3 separate regions of the Sus scrofa genome follow, and regions 1 and 2 are each linked to region 3. The links are chromatin contacts, called in public Hi-C and HiChIP or PLAC-seq maps. All regions are on one chromosome and are shown on one strand. Each heading gives the region's core, a stretch centred on a gene start, on an enhancer-like site or on the middle of the called end of the contact. The rest is flanking DNA. Distances are from core to core; before and after follow the strand shown. Region 1 has its middle 57 kb from the start of ADPGK. Region 2 has its middle 14 kb from the start of ADPGK. Region 3 has its middle 97 kb from the start of NEO1.

What was found. A called contact is a pair of places that touch in the nucleus more often than the background predicts. HiChIP or PLAC-seq counts read pairs in DNA pulled down with a chosen protein or histone mark.
Region 1: an H3K27ac HiChIP or PLAC-seq map of skeletal muscle shows a contact between it and region 3. The contact joins two enhancer-like sites. A contact is called at or near these places in 3 of 47 Hi-C or Micro-C datasets (embryonic fibroblasts and skeletal muscle) and 1 of 2 datasets of contacts at active chromatin or transcription factors (skeletal muscle).
Region 2: a contact with region 3 is called in a Hi-C map of skeletal muscle, with 2.1 times the contacts expected there. The contact joins two enhancer-like sites. A contact is called at or near these places in 1 of 47 Hi-C or Micro-C datasets (skeletal muscle) and 2 of 2 datasets of contacts at active chromatin or transcription factors (alveolar macrophages and skeletal muscle).

The regions. Positions count from the first base shown.
Region 1 is chr7:60,525,431-60,528,130 of Sscrofa11.1, reverse strand. No RefSeq gene overlaps it. Among named protein-coding and RNA genes, the nearest start is that of ADPGK, 57 kb to the left of the region's middle. Within about 2 kb of position 1,355, at least 3 of the 83 cell types and tissues checked have an H3K27ac peak or open chromatin away from gene starts, as enhancers often do. A contact at or near this core is called in skeletal muscle, where this site is marked.
Region 2 is chr7:60,568,936-60,571,635 of Sscrofa11.1, reverse strand. No RefSeq gene overlaps it. Among named protein-coding and RNA genes, the nearest start is that of ADPGK, 14 kb to the left of the region's middle. Within about 2 kb of position 1,270, at least 21 of the 83 cell types and tissues checked have an H3K27ac peak or open chromatin away from gene starts, as enhancers often do. A contact at or near this core is called in skeletal muscle, where this site is marked.
Region 3 is chr7:60,395,106-60,397,856 of Sscrofa11.1, reverse strand. No RefSeq gene overlaps it. Among named protein-coding and RNA genes, the nearest start is that of NEO1, 97 kb to the right of the region's middle. Within about 2 kb of position 1,351, at least 9 of the 83 cell types and tissues checked have an H3K27ac peak or open chromatin away from gene starts, as enhancers often do. A contact at or near this core is called in skeletal muscle, where this site is marked.

The DNA.
Region 1 (2,700 bases), core at 106-2,605, 130 kb before region 3:
GCTGAAAACATTCTAACTGGCTCTGACTTTGCTCTCTGATGGCTGTGGTCAGTTTCTGCCTTCTCCATATGTTCTGGGGATAAGGGTTCTCCCAGAGGAGCTATCAAGCTACAGAAAGCACAGGGGGTCACATGGGTGCAGAGAGTTCTGAAAGTCAACTCTGAAACTTCTGGGGTTTGGATCCATTTTCTAGAATCTTCCTAATTTCGGCAGGACATTCTTTGTCCTTTCTTCTGAGGACATATGTAAGCTGAGCCTCCTTTTTACATTACAGATTATTTTCTGGAACTGAGATGTGGAGAAGGAGGCAGGGAAAGGAGTGACAGAGAAAAGAAGACTTGCCAAAAACCAAACAAAGCTAAAACTGTACATTTCCCAGCCCAGTTCTGTCCAATAAGAGATAAAAGTTTCAATGAAAAATTTGCTTTCCTTTCTTCCTGTGTAGATCATGATGATTAGAGCTGTAGCAGCCATTTTGTGACCATGAGGAAAAGCGGAGAATGTAGACTTGGCATCTTTAAACATAATACCACTACCTACCTGTCTGGTTGTGTGTATGTGTGTGTGTGTGTGGGGGAACTCTTATGTGTTAAAATTCCACCTCTCTTTTTTTTATGACCGCACTGGCAGCATATGGAAGTTCCCAGGCTAGGGGTCAACTTGGAGCTGCAGCTGCTGGCCACAGCCACATCCACACCAGATCTGAGCTGTGTCTGTGACCTATGCTGGATCCTTCAGTCACTGAGTGAGGCCAGGGATCGAAACTGCACCCTCATGGATATGAGTCAGGTTTGTTTCCAATGGGCCACATTGGGAACTCCCACTTCTGTTTTTCTTAGCTCAATGCAAATCCTAGTTGATAAACTATCCTTAAACCTGGGGCTGGGGCTGGGGCAGATGGCTGAGGACATGCCTGTTTGAGATTTTCCTCCTTCCCTCTTTCCCCCCCTTTGTCTCTCCTCTCCTCCATTTCTTCATTCCTGTTGAGCCTATACTACGCACTAACCCCTGGGCCATGCCCTGGGAGAGGGGAGTGAAACTTTGGGTGGCCCTGGGGAGTGCTTGCCACCTTTTCTGTAGGATGATCTTATTCCCAGAGATAAGCTTGGTCTCAGAGGTGCTTTCTAGGGCTACCACCCCTGCAGGTAGATTCTTTCTCTTCTTAGGGAGATAGGAGATAGAGAGGGACGAGGATAAATCTCTGAGTCGGACAGATCTGGGTTTGAACCCCAGCTCTGCTATCAGTTGGCTGTGAGAGCTTGGATAAATCACTGAGCATGGTATAAACTCTTCTACGCAGTGAGTTTATGTGTGGATGAAATGATACGGCAGTAGCTTACCAGTAGTGTTGCCTAGTCTAGCCAAGTGAGGCTCAAATGAGGGATCTATTAATAAAAAAGGAGGAGGGGATGGATATCAAGTAGACATCTGGCAGTATCTACAATGAAAGGGAAAACAGGACCGAATTCCTGATTCCTGTTGGACCAGAGCTGTGCTCCCATGTCTGGGGGTAACTTGCAAACTCTCCTGGCCTCTTCTTTGCTCCAAGAATGAGAGGCTTCCCCTGCCTCTGCCCCTCCCCCTGCCATGACCCTGGGAGTGTTATCCTCACTCATCTCAGGGCCCCATGATTCCAGCAAGACGGCTGGAGAGAATCCATGTGCCTGAGGACAGCTGGACCACAGCCTCCCTGCCCTGGCTGCACACCTGTTAGAAACTATAGTTAGAACAGTGGATCTTGGAGCAAGGAAAAGAGAGAAGCCAATGGAGAAAAAAAAAAAAAAAAAAAAAGGAAAGACAGAGGATGTTATTCCCATGCAGCAAAGCCATGGAGCTCTCTGCGTCCTCCTTAGGAAGAAGGAGTTGCCTATGGACACTTGCGGGGCTAGCCTGGAATTAGGAAAACCATGGCTGATGTGATGTAAACTCTGCCTATGCTGGCACAAAGCCTTGCCCTGAGAAGCCCTAAAAAATCCCTTTACAATCAGGGCTCCTGAATTTTTTGTTGTGCTGCCTGTTGGCTTCTATAAAGCTTTTTGCTCACCCTTCCCCTCCAGTTTCCACTACTAAAAAACTCAATTACACAGAAAGAGAAGAAATACAGCAAGTTGGATATATCATGTCGCCAGCAATATAAATGATTCACTTACTAGTTACTTTAGAAGAATTTGAACATACCTATTAAATTTTTGTGCTATAAAACAGTTTCCTGGGAGTTCCCATCGTAGTGCAATGGAAACAAATCCGACTAGGAAACATGAGGTTGGGGGTTCGATCCCTGGCCTTGCTCAGTGGGTTAAGGATCCAGCATTGCTGTGAGCTGTGGTGTAGGTCGCAGATGCATCTCGGATCTGGCGTTGCTGTGGCTGTGGTGTAGGCCGGCATCTACAGCTCTGATTTGACCCCTAGCCTGGGAACCTCCATGTGCTGCGGATGTGGCCCTAAAAAGACAAAAGACAAAGCAAAAAACAAAAACGAAAACAAAAACAAACACCAGTTTCCTAAAAACTGAAAAATTAGTCAGTAATTTCATTGTACTTATTAAAGTAGCCAATATTCACCAGCAGTCGTACACATATGACACCTCCCCATTGGCAATAGAGAGGTAAGTTATTCACATTTGAACATCAGCAGACATGTAGGGTCTTGAAGTTTATTGTAGGAATATTACTGGTTAAAAATTATTGATGCTAGGACTTC
Region 2 (2,700 bases), core at 21-2,520, 170 kb before region 3:
GATGTGGTACATGTACATAATGCAATACTACTCAGCCATAAAAAATAATGCCATTTGCAGCAACATGGATGGAACTAGAGACTCTCATACTAAGTGAAGTAAGTCATAAAGAGAAAGCCAAATACCATATGATATCACTTATATCTGGAATCTAATATATGGCACAAGTGAAGCTTTATGCAGAAAAGAAACTCATGGACTTGGAGAACAGACTTGTGGTTGCCAAGTGGGAGGGAAAGGGAGTGGGATGGCCTGGGAGTCTGGGGTTAATAGATGCAAATGATTGCATTTGAAATAGATAAGCAATGAGATCCTGCTGTATAGCTCAGGGAACTATATATAGTCACTTGTGATGGACCATGATGGAGAATAAGGTGAGAAAGAGAATATCTATATATGTATGACTGGGTCACTTTGCTGTACAGTAGAAATTGACAGAACACTGTAACCCAACTATAATGGAAAAAATAAAAATCATTAAAAAACAACATAATGAACATTTTTATATATCACCAACATTTTTTAATCCAATATAATTTTTCATGGCTGCATAGATTAGTAGTTATTTAACCTACTGGTAGAGAGTTAGATTGTGGGCAAGTTTTGGCTATTACAAACAACGCGGGATGCACATTCTCCAAGCAAAATCTGCTGAGTTTATTAAAGGTCTCCTTAGGATAGAGTCACACAAGTGAAATGGCTATGTCCAAGGGCACTCCGGATGATGCTCTCAGATTTGCTTCCAGCAAAGTTGATGTACCTCCCTTCTGTAGTAGACAGTAACCCTACTCCACACGCACTCCTGTCCACACAGCCTTGCCAGCCCATTTCAGGAAGGATGATGCTCAAGGCGACCTTTCTGGTTCTGAGAAAACCTGGAGAGTGGGCACGGAGAGTGCACCGTATACCACGGAGTGTGTGCCTCACCTAGGCTCTCTAGGGAAAAGGAAGGGGTCTAGGCGGAAAAGACCTGTACCGGTGAGTCTGGGCTTCAGGATTCCGGAGACGCCCCCTAGTGCGTGTGGATGCCTCAGGCTCGGTCTTCGAACATTTGCTTCCTTATCTACGGAACGGGGATAGGATCCCTCGGTGATGGAGATGTGTGGATGCGGCACCTTTGGGCATGCAGAGAACCAAGCCCCGCCTGCAGGAGCGTCCCCAGCATCCAGAGAGGGCTGAGGGCTACACTGGCCGGTATCCTGGGGGCGCCCCTCCTGCTCCTGCAGACGCCTCCCGGGGCTGGCCCGCGCCAGGAGGGAGAGCGGCCCAGAACCCGCAGGGGGCGCCGAGAGCCCACGGCAAGAGTGGCCGACGCGAGGCTCTGGGACCCTGCGGGCAGAGGGGAGGGCATCGCAAGCCGCGCAGCTCCAGGCTGGTGGGCCAGGCCTGGTGCGGGGTCTTCATCTCGTGGTGGGATTTCTTCTTGCGGGAAACAAAAGCTCTATAAGCTCAGCTGGTCCGCGCTTGAAGGCCTCGGCTTTTTTCCTCCACTGCTCGGTCCCAGGGCCGCTGTGCAGCTTCTCCTGGGCTTGAGGTTTTGGCTCCAGGGTTTCTGAATCTCGGCGCAGGGGCCACCGCCTCGGGGCAGCCTTACTGGTCTCTTCCGAGACTCGGGGGCGTGGCGCCCCGGGCAGCGCCAGGTTCCACTGGGATGCAGCCCACTTCCCACGCTGAGTTGTCTCTGAGGTTGGGGCTTTACCTGCTTCCCTAAACTTTAGCCCCTAACGTGGCACTGGAGAGCCACTCCGCCTCGGGCCCAGGGTTACAAGTAAGGGGGCCACCGCTTCTCCCTGCGCTGCACAGCTGATGGTCTAGAGGAAGGGACTACGCTCCACCACCCACCCCTTAAGCAGCTTTGCAATAGAGAGGCTGTGTACCGGGTGTGTGTGTGTGTGTGTGTGTGTTGGGGGTTGGGGGGGGTGTCCCGCACTTGTGTGGGAGTTTGTACATGTCAGCAGGGTGTTGGTGCATGTGTGACTGTGTGGATATACATTTGTGAGACCGCATCTCCTAAATTAATGATAGGTCTATATGGAGTAAATACTCAAGTCAAATTGGAAATATTTCAATCCTTGTTACTTGATGATGTAGGTAAAACAGACAAATTTGAGGGCTGGGCTTGGTATTATATTTGCAACCACAGGAACCTAACCTTGGGCAAATCTCTTTCTCAACTGGCGTTCATTGTCTCCACTTTAACAGATCATTGTTTAAATGGATGAATCGTAATGCATAAAAATATAAAATGAACATGTGTCAGACTTTATCGGGGGATCAGTAATGTGTTAAAAATTCATTCAAAGGACAATGCAAAGCCCAGATACACATATTGGCAATCAAGAATAATGAAGTGAATTTGTTAATTGATCCAAAATTGGCTTCTTCCACAGTAGGGGGAAGTCAATTGTACCTCCACTCAACAAAATTCATTTGCTGCTATGGCCAAGAGTCAGTTGTTTTATTTTCAGTTTTCTACAACTTACAGGCTCAAAGACAATGACAGGTAGAGACTATGATAGAGTCAGATTACCTGGAAGTTTACACTAGCCCACTATCCATAAGGTATTTTTTTCTCCCTATTTCAAAAGTCTTTCACAGTTTTTCCTGGCAATTTGTACACTACAGTTGAGTTGCATAAAGGGTTTTCAAAAAAATTTTTTTTGAACAGCTATATTTTATTGCAAATTTGCCATTTTACCT
Region 3 (2,751 bases), core at 102-2,601:
TTCTTCTGTAAAAAGAGCTTTCCTTCTCAACTGGTATTTGGCTACTCTGAAACATAGCTCCTAAAGGGAGGACAGGATATAAATGTGTAATTTTTTCCCTTTAATAATCAATTTTCAAAAAAACTTATTGGTAAATGGCAGCAAAGTTTAAAATCCTGAGAATCACACAAAGCATGTAAAGGGGTTTTTCTCTATTCTCTGTCCCCATAATTATCTTAGCATGAGCCTGGGGAGGGACTGGGGGTGCCGAGTGGTACAGACTGTTTAGGTGGAAATCACACCTCTGATCTCCATTCCTCAGATTCTTTCTCCAGTTGGCTGATCCTAAATCTAAGATAAAACATGGCTATTATGTTCCAGTCGGTCTTGGTTATGTAATTGTGAACTTGGTACTGATCTCCCCTCTGTAATTGGAAGTATCTCCTATCGTTATTTTTCCATCACGTCCTTCAGAAGAGTATTCCACAAGCTGTAGAATTTGGGAATGTCACCGATTTTGTTCATTGGCTGAAATTTTTGTCTTGTGCATTGCAATGAGAAATCTTCATTCTGAAACCTCAAATCAATAAATAACTCTCCTCCTTCCCTGCGGACTAGGCCGCATGCATGTGGCTGGGCCCATCACTAGCATAAATCCTCGACTCTCCGCCCAGCCAAACAACACAGGCTGCACTGAGCTCTTGAACATGGCCTCATAAATCCAGCCCTGCTCAGTGCTTCTCCATCCTGGCCCTTTTGGTGCCCTCGGACCCCGAGGCTCCAGACTTGCTCCCCCAGAACCAAGTGCAGCATGAGGTGGCGGGGTGCCCCCTTCCTGAAATTGACTGCAGAACGTCATACCCTCTCTCTGACCCCTCTGCCGCCACGCTGCAACATAAGCTCCCATCTAATTGCTGCTCTGCCTCTCTCAGCAGAACTTGACCTCTTTCTGGGCTCCTCTCTTAAAGCAACTGTCTGTGTTTTTCATTATGTTTGCCAAGATGTATTAGCTTGAACTTTTCCCGGATGAGGTTCGTTTTGCTACTTTTTCTTCAAATCTCTGAGACAGCAGGTTCAAGAATGCAGCCTTTGGCGGGGGGAGTTTTTAGGCTCAGAGCCTTCAGCCAAGACAGCTGAGTGCATCAGATCCGCCTACTGGTGCTATGCGAGAACTGGCCCTTTAAGTGGACACATTCGGGTTCCAAATCCAAACCTCAGTTGGAAGTTCAAGCCACAATTGGAACACACATGTCCTGCCCAGAAAGCTGCCCCAGCCTTGAGGTGACTTTTCTCCTACAAGGCTGTCATCCTCAACCCCATCCCCCGCAAATGCAAACATCTCCTTTTAAACATTGCAGTCTCAGAGCCTCCACCCTGAAAAGGATGTTGAAAGCCAAGTTCCCCGGGGCACCCTCAGCTTCTCTGGTCTGACTAGGCAGCTGGTCAGAAACAGCAGTGGCTGGCAGCATGGCTTTGCCCAACGCAATGCCAGCAAGAATTCCTTTGTGGTCCCTGGGAAGGTGTCATCTCTGCATCTCAGCTAATCCTTCCCTTAAAAATAAAAGCGCTCCTGAGACAGAGAGCAGAGAGAGGGCAAATGCAGTGATAAGAATGCTAATCAGAATGGAGGGAGTTTTCCAGCATTTGCTTTGCTAGGAAAAAAAAAGTCATCTATAAAAAGCGCTGGAAGGCTTTTTCTTACAGCCATGGGCCTTTGCCAGAGGACAGATTTCTCTCCCTCATCTCAGTTTCTTCCAGGCCTTTTTCTTGTGTGTTCTTCTTTTTTTCTTGCTTCCTTTCTTCTTCTTTTCATGGAGTCTTCTGTGTCTGGAAAGCAGCCTGTGAGGAGTCAGAGGCTCCTGCGTGCGCTGTGGGGGCCCCAGCCACAGGTGGGGCGGACTACCTGCTGAGGGGGACAACAGATCATTTGGGGTTGCAGTAGGGAGACCCTCCTCAGCCTGATGAGGTCCTACTCAGAGATGCCTGCTGATTTTTCTGTCACCTTCCTTTCTGTTTCATTTCCATTTCCTGCTTCCCCTAGACTTTCCTCCAGTGGAGGCCCTTTCCTTTGGTGGCAAGATGACCAGGGCAGTCAGCGAGGTCACCCCTTTACCCTCCCTCCCCATACTTGATTTTTGACAAGGCTGATCTTGCACATCCAAAGAATGGCCTTCTCCCTGACCCCATGGGGTCTGGAGCCCAGGCTCTTTGTAAATAAAATGGTGTAATCTCAAGAGGCTTGCCACTGTAGAGAGAGGAATAAATAAATCAATATGTAAATAAACCCACAAGGGGTGGGGGATGTACTAGGACTTTGCAGAACTATGATCAAGCATTTTAGAAGTTGGATATTGCAGCGTTTCTGGTGAGCACTGCCTGAAGGACTAGGATTCCAGCCCTGGGCTATGGAAGAGAGAAAGTGAGCCGTGACTAAAATTCCCTCGTGGATTGATTTGACTTACATATATTCCAGGAGCTGGTCTAATTGCTGGTTCAGTCTTGGGCTTTGATTTTCCTTCTCTCACTTCCCTGCATTTCAGAGACTTTATATCAACAGGCCCTGAGCTGCCCTCTGTCCTACTGAGAAGCTTTCTGGATGTGGGATCGAATCTTCTGAGAAGACAGTGCTGGAAATTCCACCCTCTGTCAAGGGAGCACCAGATAGTCCCTACCTGGGAGAAGTGTGCTGGTGATTTCCAAGGAAAGAGGTAGTTAATTCTCATTTAAAGTGGAAGTCCAGATGTACAGCTCTTACTCTTTGCACAGACTAAG